2 separate regions of the Mus musculus genome follow, and region 2 is linked to region 1. The links are chromatin contacts, called in public HiChIP or PLAC-seq maps. All regions are on one chromosome and are shown on one strand. The core of a region is the stretch at or near the end of the contact, and the rest is flanking DNA. Distances in the headings are between cores, read along the strand shown. Region 1 has its middle 33 kb from the start of 4930401O12Rik. Region 2 holds the start of G630018N14Rik (a long non-coding RNA gene).

Region 1 (3,568 bases), core at 423-2,922:
TGTATCAGGAAGGGAAACAGAATTCTTACCCTTCAGGATTACTTCACAAAAGCTGGCAAATCAAAACTCCCTGGGCAATGCTGGGAATTGCACTGCAAGGTAAACAAAGATCTAACACATACCCCCTGCTGCTGGAAATGAATTCTTTCAGAAGGAAACAGACTATGCCCGTCACAATGACATCAGCTTATTGTAACCTTCCCTCGGTGTAGACAAAATAACCCATAGGCCTCTCAGATCTGCCCGTGAGTCACCTTTTCTGTACCCAGTGACTTCCTTCAGGACATCACACAGCGCTGCCTTTGAATGGTGCCTTTCAAATAGATTGTCCCCTAACTTTAGGTTCATGGGAGTGTCTCCCTGATGGGCAGCGACTGGTGGGTAGGGAACACCTGCAGTTCCCTGTGCTACCCTAGGGGTGGGGTCCAGGCCTCTGGTCTATACAAACATATGATTGTATCTATGATCTTTCTGGATATTCTTACAGTTCTTTGAAAATCTCATGTATTTCTCCTACTGATTCTACTTTTTACATATTCTTGTGGAGTCTTCAAATGGGGTTCTTATGGCATGGAGAGCATCAGCGTGTTTGTTGGATCTATCCTTCATGAGCTGCTTGCCAGGCAGACAGGACCTTGAAGCAAGGAGTTCTCTGTGGCACAAAAGACTTTGCTGTTAGACCCAGAGTTAGGCAAGTAAGCTTGCTCCCTGGATTAGAAAATGCAGAACATTTAGCTTGCTCTGTGCGCAGCACTCATTACAAGAAACTCCCCAACTGGAGTTTTTGAAACTAGAAATTAGCATCACTAAGATGACACAAATGGAAAATTCCATACTTTACCTCAAGTGATAGATGACTGTCAGACACGGGCACATTGGAAATGTTATATAAATTACCTCGGGCTGTGACACATGAATGAATTTCATATTGAAAGATGGGTCCCAACTCTGATATCTAACAACACAAGCCCTAACTCTAAGAGTGCAGGGTGGTCCTATATGATGAGTCCCTGAGGCAACCTGCATATGATTGGTACTTGATGCTGTTTGTTAAGTGAATGCATGACAAAATAAGTACATCTTTATTAAACTCAGTATAAGGGACTCACAGTCAGACAGGGTAGACTATTAGCTGCTCTGTAGTTCTGAGTTTAGAAGAAGGAAGTTTGGATCTAGACTGGTTCAGCTACTTGTTTCTATTCCATGAGATGTTAAGGTGAGACACACTATTTTCTCTAGCTTGTTCACTGACCAACAATGCCCATTACTCCCTAGTGAATACACCAGTATACACTGTGCTGTGCAAAAGGACTGAACTTAGTGCTAGTTCTACTAGCACTAAGAGGTGGGGAAATTCCACTCAAAGATGCAGCCGCCTTCCTTCTCAGGAACGGTTCTTTCCATCCACCCGTGCCCAGTCTGGGCAAGAAATACCTGCTGGGCAGTGTTCCATGCATAGATATTCTTCACTCTCAGCCCTTTGGGAAAAGAAGCCCCATTTCTTTTTCTTTTTCTTTTTTTTTTTTGAAGCCCCATTTCTAAGGCAGCTTTCTGGGCTCCAGGGAGGCCGGCGGCTTCTGGTTTCTTGAGTGGATTTGAGAGCACAGCATCTGGCAGGCCACAAGAGGACAGCAGTGTCTTGAGCTCTGGCTGCTGCTCCCTCCTCTGGCTTCTCTCCAGGAACAGAGAGAGACCTGGGTGACTTAAGACTTGGTTTCATCACTTTACTCCAGCCTAGGAATGGGGAGAGATTTTTACTGATGAACGAGTTGGAAAAAAACCAGGCGGTTTCTGCATGCCAAGTTGTTATTTTCCCTTTCTTCCAGACTGCTCTGACGTAGTTATCTCTGATATCACAGAGCCTCACTGGGGACCTAAAGGGAAGAAGCAGGCTCTACTATCTCAGAGCCTGTCTTGCTGGAAATGGGGTGATTTTTAAGACTCTTACTTTTAATGTGTTTCAGACTGCAGAGTTGTCACCTCCATGTTATAAGCTACCCCAACCTCTTTAATTCACTAAGCTCATGAAACTTTGGTTTACCCCCTCCCCTTAGATATTTTATTTGTAAAACATTTCCTGAACGCCTGATTGGAATGTGTATCATAACCGGGGAACAGAAATATAAACAAGTATCCTCTGGGTTGAAACATAGGTGAGAAGGAAACATGTGAACCAATAAATAATAATTCAATTTTTTAGCATCTAATTTCATGTCACTCAGACAGGCAAGGACTAAGCTGGGGCTTCAAAGTAGAACCCAAGTGCGGGCCACTCTAGGACTCACTACAAGTTTTCCTTATGGAAAAAAAAAGTTGTAATAGGCTCTCACTTCATAGACCTGTTCTTCAGTAAGTATATTCAATAGCTCATGGAATGTTTGCATGAGTTGGGAACTGCGTAAACTCCTTTCTATGCGTGGGACCCTTCTGTCCACTCTGATTCAAATATTTACTCTAATTAGGAAAGATTAAATCTATTTTTTATTTTTATTTTTTTAGCTGATGAATGTACTGGAAAAACCCCAGGACAGTTTCTACATGTTTTCTTATTCTCCCAGCTTCTGTTATCGCTGTGTTCTCTGTTACTGCAGAGCTTTACTGAGAGTAGTGGCCTGGTTCCTGTTCCCCACCGAGGCTCCTCCTAGGACCAGAGGGACCATCTAGCTTCCTAAGTAAGAGCACATAGATACTTGGGAAACAGATACAGTTTGAGAAAACAAACTAAGTCACCTGAAACCTCACAACTAGGCTGTAGATCCCAAAGCCAGAATATTGGTCCTGATGCTCAATGCCATGACTTTCCCCCACCATCAGACTCTTGTATGGCTTCCTGCATTTCCATCTGGACAATCTTGGACCCACGGGTCCACTTCGTCTGTGCTTTTCCTAGGCCAGACTCTGGAAACTTTCAACAGTGAAACCTTAGGAAGCCACACAATCAGGAAGCCACATAGTAGCTTCAGGGATATGGGAGGATGGGAGCATTGTCAGCCTCTGGATCTACAGCTCTGAATGAATCAAAGCCCTTTCACCAGCTTATCAATGGCCGTGGCTCCTTTGGCTCCACAACAGCTCTTATCACACAGGCTACTCTAAACAAAGCCAGAGTCTGCATTGCTGGTTGCAATAGTATTGTGCCTAGTCATAGACCTGTCCAGTAGAATTCATTATAAGTAAAAGCATAAGTGTTCACTGAAGAGTAAAGCTGCTGACTGCCACTGCCTTCCTTACCACTATGTAGTGAACAATCCTGGTGCCCACCAGAGCTGGAGCTTTATAAACATAGATGCCCTTCATAGAGCCTTAATGCCCTTGATTGCATGGACCCACAGAAATGGGCCTCATTCCTTGACCCAAAGCAGCAGCTTTAGCATTCCTTTTCCTCCTCCTTCCCCCTTTTCCTTTTCCCTTTCTGCTCTCCCTCTACCATTTCTTTTTATTCCCTTCCTCTCTACTTCTCTTCCTTTAGCCCTTCATCTCTTCCTTGTGATTCCAAGGAAGACTGATCAAACACCAGTCTTGCACAGGCTAGCTAAGATAAGGGGTCTGCCATTGACTTGTCCTCAGC
Region 2 (3,799 bases), core at 243-2,742, 200 kb after region 1:
AATCTTATAATGGAGAGGACAAAAGATGCTGGTAAACTTGAGTGTACAATAGGGTTTCACAAAGCTGAAAACCAGAGGGAGCAACATGGAGAATAAGCAAGCTAAGAAGCTATGACAAAATCAAAACTGGTCCGGTAGATGCTGTGTAGGAAAACAAACAAAACAACCAAAAACCAGAACAACATCTGAGTAATGAATGCTATTAGTTCCTCCAGTAAGGTAAAGACTTGTACTTTACATCTTCTTGAAGATGTAGAGTCAAAGAATCCAGACCGTGAGTGCATAGAACACCCTCCTTCCAATGCTCTCAACTGCATTGCTTTGATACGGCTGAGGTTAGAAAACACAGGTCCATCCTTTTTGTCCTCACTGGGCATGATCAGAACATTTTGTTTTAGGACATCACAACTCCTAAAATGTTTTAATTCCACGTATAAGAATTTTAAGATAATTTTGAACTACAAAGCAAGCACTGATATTGAACTGTCCTTATACCCCAGACCATGGGCTGAGGTTGTAAGTCATGAATTTAAGATGGCCTCAAAGAGAAACCAAGTTTAATATAGTAAGTAGAGACCCTCTGAAACTCAGTAGCTTCCCTCTTCCAAATGGAGATCTTAAGTTTGTATCAGGCGAGGCTGTGCCATTGGACATTTGTCTCCTGTTTATCTATGCCAACTGCCTGGTCTTGGATACCAGGAATGACCTCTCTGATCTTAGCATGACTCTTCTTGCTTTACAGAGAGCTGTGAATCAACATTAGATGTTCAGGGCATCTGGAGACTGTAAAATTGCAAAATCACCAAAGTTCTTCGACTATCATCACTTTGGCATATCCAGCTCCTGAGCAAATGTGGGTATTGTGCACTCTGTTGCTTTCCAGATATTTCTCTGTATCAAAGAGCCTCATCTTTTCAACAAGCTGCAAATTAGCTTTTCAACTGAGGCCAATGATAGGCATTTGTTTGGCCTATAGCACAGGCAGCAGGGTGTGGCAAAGGGTCTGATCATTTCTCTCCTCTCACAAATGATACTAGGTCCCCCTGCCAACAATGATCCCCTTTTTGCAGGCTTCATTGCAGATAGTAGGGAGGCCACACTTCCCTCATTTACTAAATATCTCTACTATTGCCATCATCATAATCTGAAAGAATTTAAACAACGTACCGTGCTTTGCACAAAGGTGTGAGCTGCCAAAGGCTCTGGGCTGGAGGTTAGTCATCCGCACTGTCAGTTTTACTCATTGACTTTGGCAGAAACGTCCATTTCAGTGGGGAAGAATCTGCGCATCAGCTGGGACATGTGATCTCTCAGCGTCATTGCCAGTGCCAGCTCGTAGTAAATTAGGCGCCAAACTTATTAATAGTGATGAATCCATTAGAGCTGACAGGCGCCTGGCTGTGCTGCCTCAAATTAACCCATGAGTGGTCAGAAGCACTGCCGGTAAGCAAGCTCAAAGGCAGATAGAGCCTTAAGGGAGCTAATGTAAAGAACTGAAAGAGAACAGACAGACAGACATGCTTGCTTCTGACTGAGGAGCTGAGCTAAAATTAGGCATACTTATGGCTTGGCACAAAACCTTAGATTACTGTAAAAACAGGACATTAAAAAAAAAAAAAACCTTCACAACTTGGCATAATTGGACTCTCCCTTTTTGCTTGAAACACTTCTCCTTAATGGCATGAAGCATTCAAGAAGAAATGCCAGAGACCCACCCTGGGGTTGGTCCGTCTGTTGGCAGCAGGCCCACCTGAATTAAATTTGGTTTATGGAAATTATTGCAAGCACTTGAAGACTTTGAAAAGTGATTAATATATTTCAAGCCATATGCATATACTTAGAGAAGCCAAGGGGAACTCTTAAAGAGCACACAAATGAACCCCGAGATAGGGTGTGGACTGGGACAGAGAGATGCTTCCATAAGGACATGCGGACAATTTGAAAGCATCCTGATAAACATGAAGGAGCTTGAAGCCTGGCAGCTATATACAGCTTCTGTCCATAAGTGCAGTGTAATATGCTATAACCATCTTAAACAACACAGCCTTCTTTACAGGGAGTAAATCAAACTTTTAAATAGTTTTCTGGTATGTCCAATCAGGCAAAACGCAAAATTCCCTCAGAGTGGAGTTAACCAGTCATAGCATCTTTCATTTTAATGCTCCACCGCAAATTTCATATCTTCAATTCGAGCAGTATTCACTCTCAGGATAGTCAGATATTTGAAAGTTTGGAGTTTGTAAGACAGAAGTGTCATTCATAGTGAGAGATTACAGTCCTAGAAACTTGTGGTATGAACCACAGAACTAAGGAGAAACTTCAGCTCTACTAGTCAAATGTGCTGCAGCACAGCTCTGCTCCACAGTGAGCATTCCTAACAAAAGAAGATGATAGGATACAGATCGTCATGGACTTCATAGGTGCTGGTTCTGCAGAAATATGATGCATATTATTGTTTGAAAGAGCTAAGAATGACTCAATTCAAAAGAACATATCTGCCATCAATAGAGACATCTTTGAGAACACAACATAGCTGGTGTATTTCTCTTACACCTACATTGTTAAAATCTGTTGCCCCATACCTATTATCATGGTGGCCCCCAAATAAAGATAGGATTGAGTCTTTTCTACAGGGAAGGTATCTCCCTGCCTTTGTCCCTAAACTGAATGCCCTCCTGGGCAGTGTCCTCTTGGCTTCTGTTTCCATCATCTTTCTTCTCAGCATCCACTGTTTCAATGTGATGATCCAAGCCCAGCAACCCTGGAGCCGCAGTGATTTTATTTATCCCACATCCTATCCAGTACCCTAAAAAATTCGTGAAAGAATTTGCCTTAGAGAGACAGAACACCAATGCACAGTGACTGCCCAAACCTAGCTGCCTGTTACTTATGCTGAAAAAGGTCTATAGCTGATGGTTCAGTTCAAATCATGAAGATTGTAGAGAGATCCTATTTGCAGTTCCTGAGTTTCTTGTTTTCCTACCCAAATTCCATCCTATTGTATAATTACATGATTTCTACCAGGAATGAAATCTTTGTGACATAGATAAACTAAATTCCTTTTTGACATTTAAGATAATCAACATTGAATCCTTATACATTTTCCTAAGCTTAAGGTTTCTGCACAGAGGATAGTTTCACTTCCTTGACAGGCTCACATAGCTGTCTATCAACATACCAAAGATGGACTCTGTCGTGGCCCAGAGGCTGTATCTCTTCACTCATTAGCTCAAAATTTGATAGTGCCAAATTCAAATTTTTACATATCTGATTATTTTTAAATTAGCCCAAAGCAAGCATATTTTTTCACCAGTCAGAGTCTGCCTGCTTGCATGCCATACACAACCTCATTCTGACAATGTTTAAGCCACTAAAAAATATATATATCTTTGCAGTCACAAGTCTCCCAGCTGTGCTTCTTTGGGGAGCCTCCTTACCCAGGGACGCCCTACCATGAGCTATGATTTGAGTGCAGTTCAAGTTTTCCTCAGGAGCCACTAGATTTAGTCTTTAGTGTAGCACCAATGGGTGAGGTTTATTGGGAGTTACTATGATCACAGGAGTTATGCCATCCTCCGAATGATCTTCTTGCTCCATGACCCAAACTGCGGCCACTTATTCCACCATGAGTGTCACCATTTACTATTCCTGATGGACTCCTATCTTGAGCCAGAACCTATACTACACTGTTTGGAACTTGAGTCTTTAAAGCTGGGAGCTAAATAAAGCTTGTTTTCATGAGTAATATGTATCTGGTATTTTGTCACAGTTTGATGCATAGCTGAAAACTACAGCCATC

Evidence for each region. HiChIP or PLAC-seq counts read pairs in DNA pulled down with a chosen protein or histone mark.
Region 2: a contact with region 1 is called in an H3K27ac HiChIP or PLAC-seq map of the NIH/3T3 cell line, with 3 times the contacts expected there. The contact joins the promoter of G630018N14Rik here to the enhancer-like site in region 1. A contact is called at or near these places in 2 of 484 Hi-C or Micro-C datasets (Sertoli cells and neural progenitor cells) and 2 of 115 datasets of contacts at active chromatin or transcription factors (the NIH/3T3 cell line and extraembryonic endoderm stem cells).

Annotation. Positions count from the first base shown.
Region 1 is chr13:31,206,234-31,209,801 of GRCm38.p6, forward strand. No RefSeq gene overlaps it. Among named protein-coding and RNA genes, the nearest start is that of 4930401O12Rik, 33 kb to the right of the region's middle. Within about 2 kb of position 1,673, at least 23 of the 459 cell types and tissues checked have an H3K27ac peak or open chromatin away from gene starts, as enhancers often do. A contact at or near this core is called in the NIH/3T3 cell line and extraembryonic endoderm stem cells, where this site is marked.
Region 2 is chr13:31,407,611-31,411,409 of GRCm38.p6, forward strand. It overlaps G630018N14Rik (a long non-coding RNA gene), which reads right to left and starts at 1,493. Exons shown (of 10, transcript XR_003950526.1): 1 at 1,168-1,493.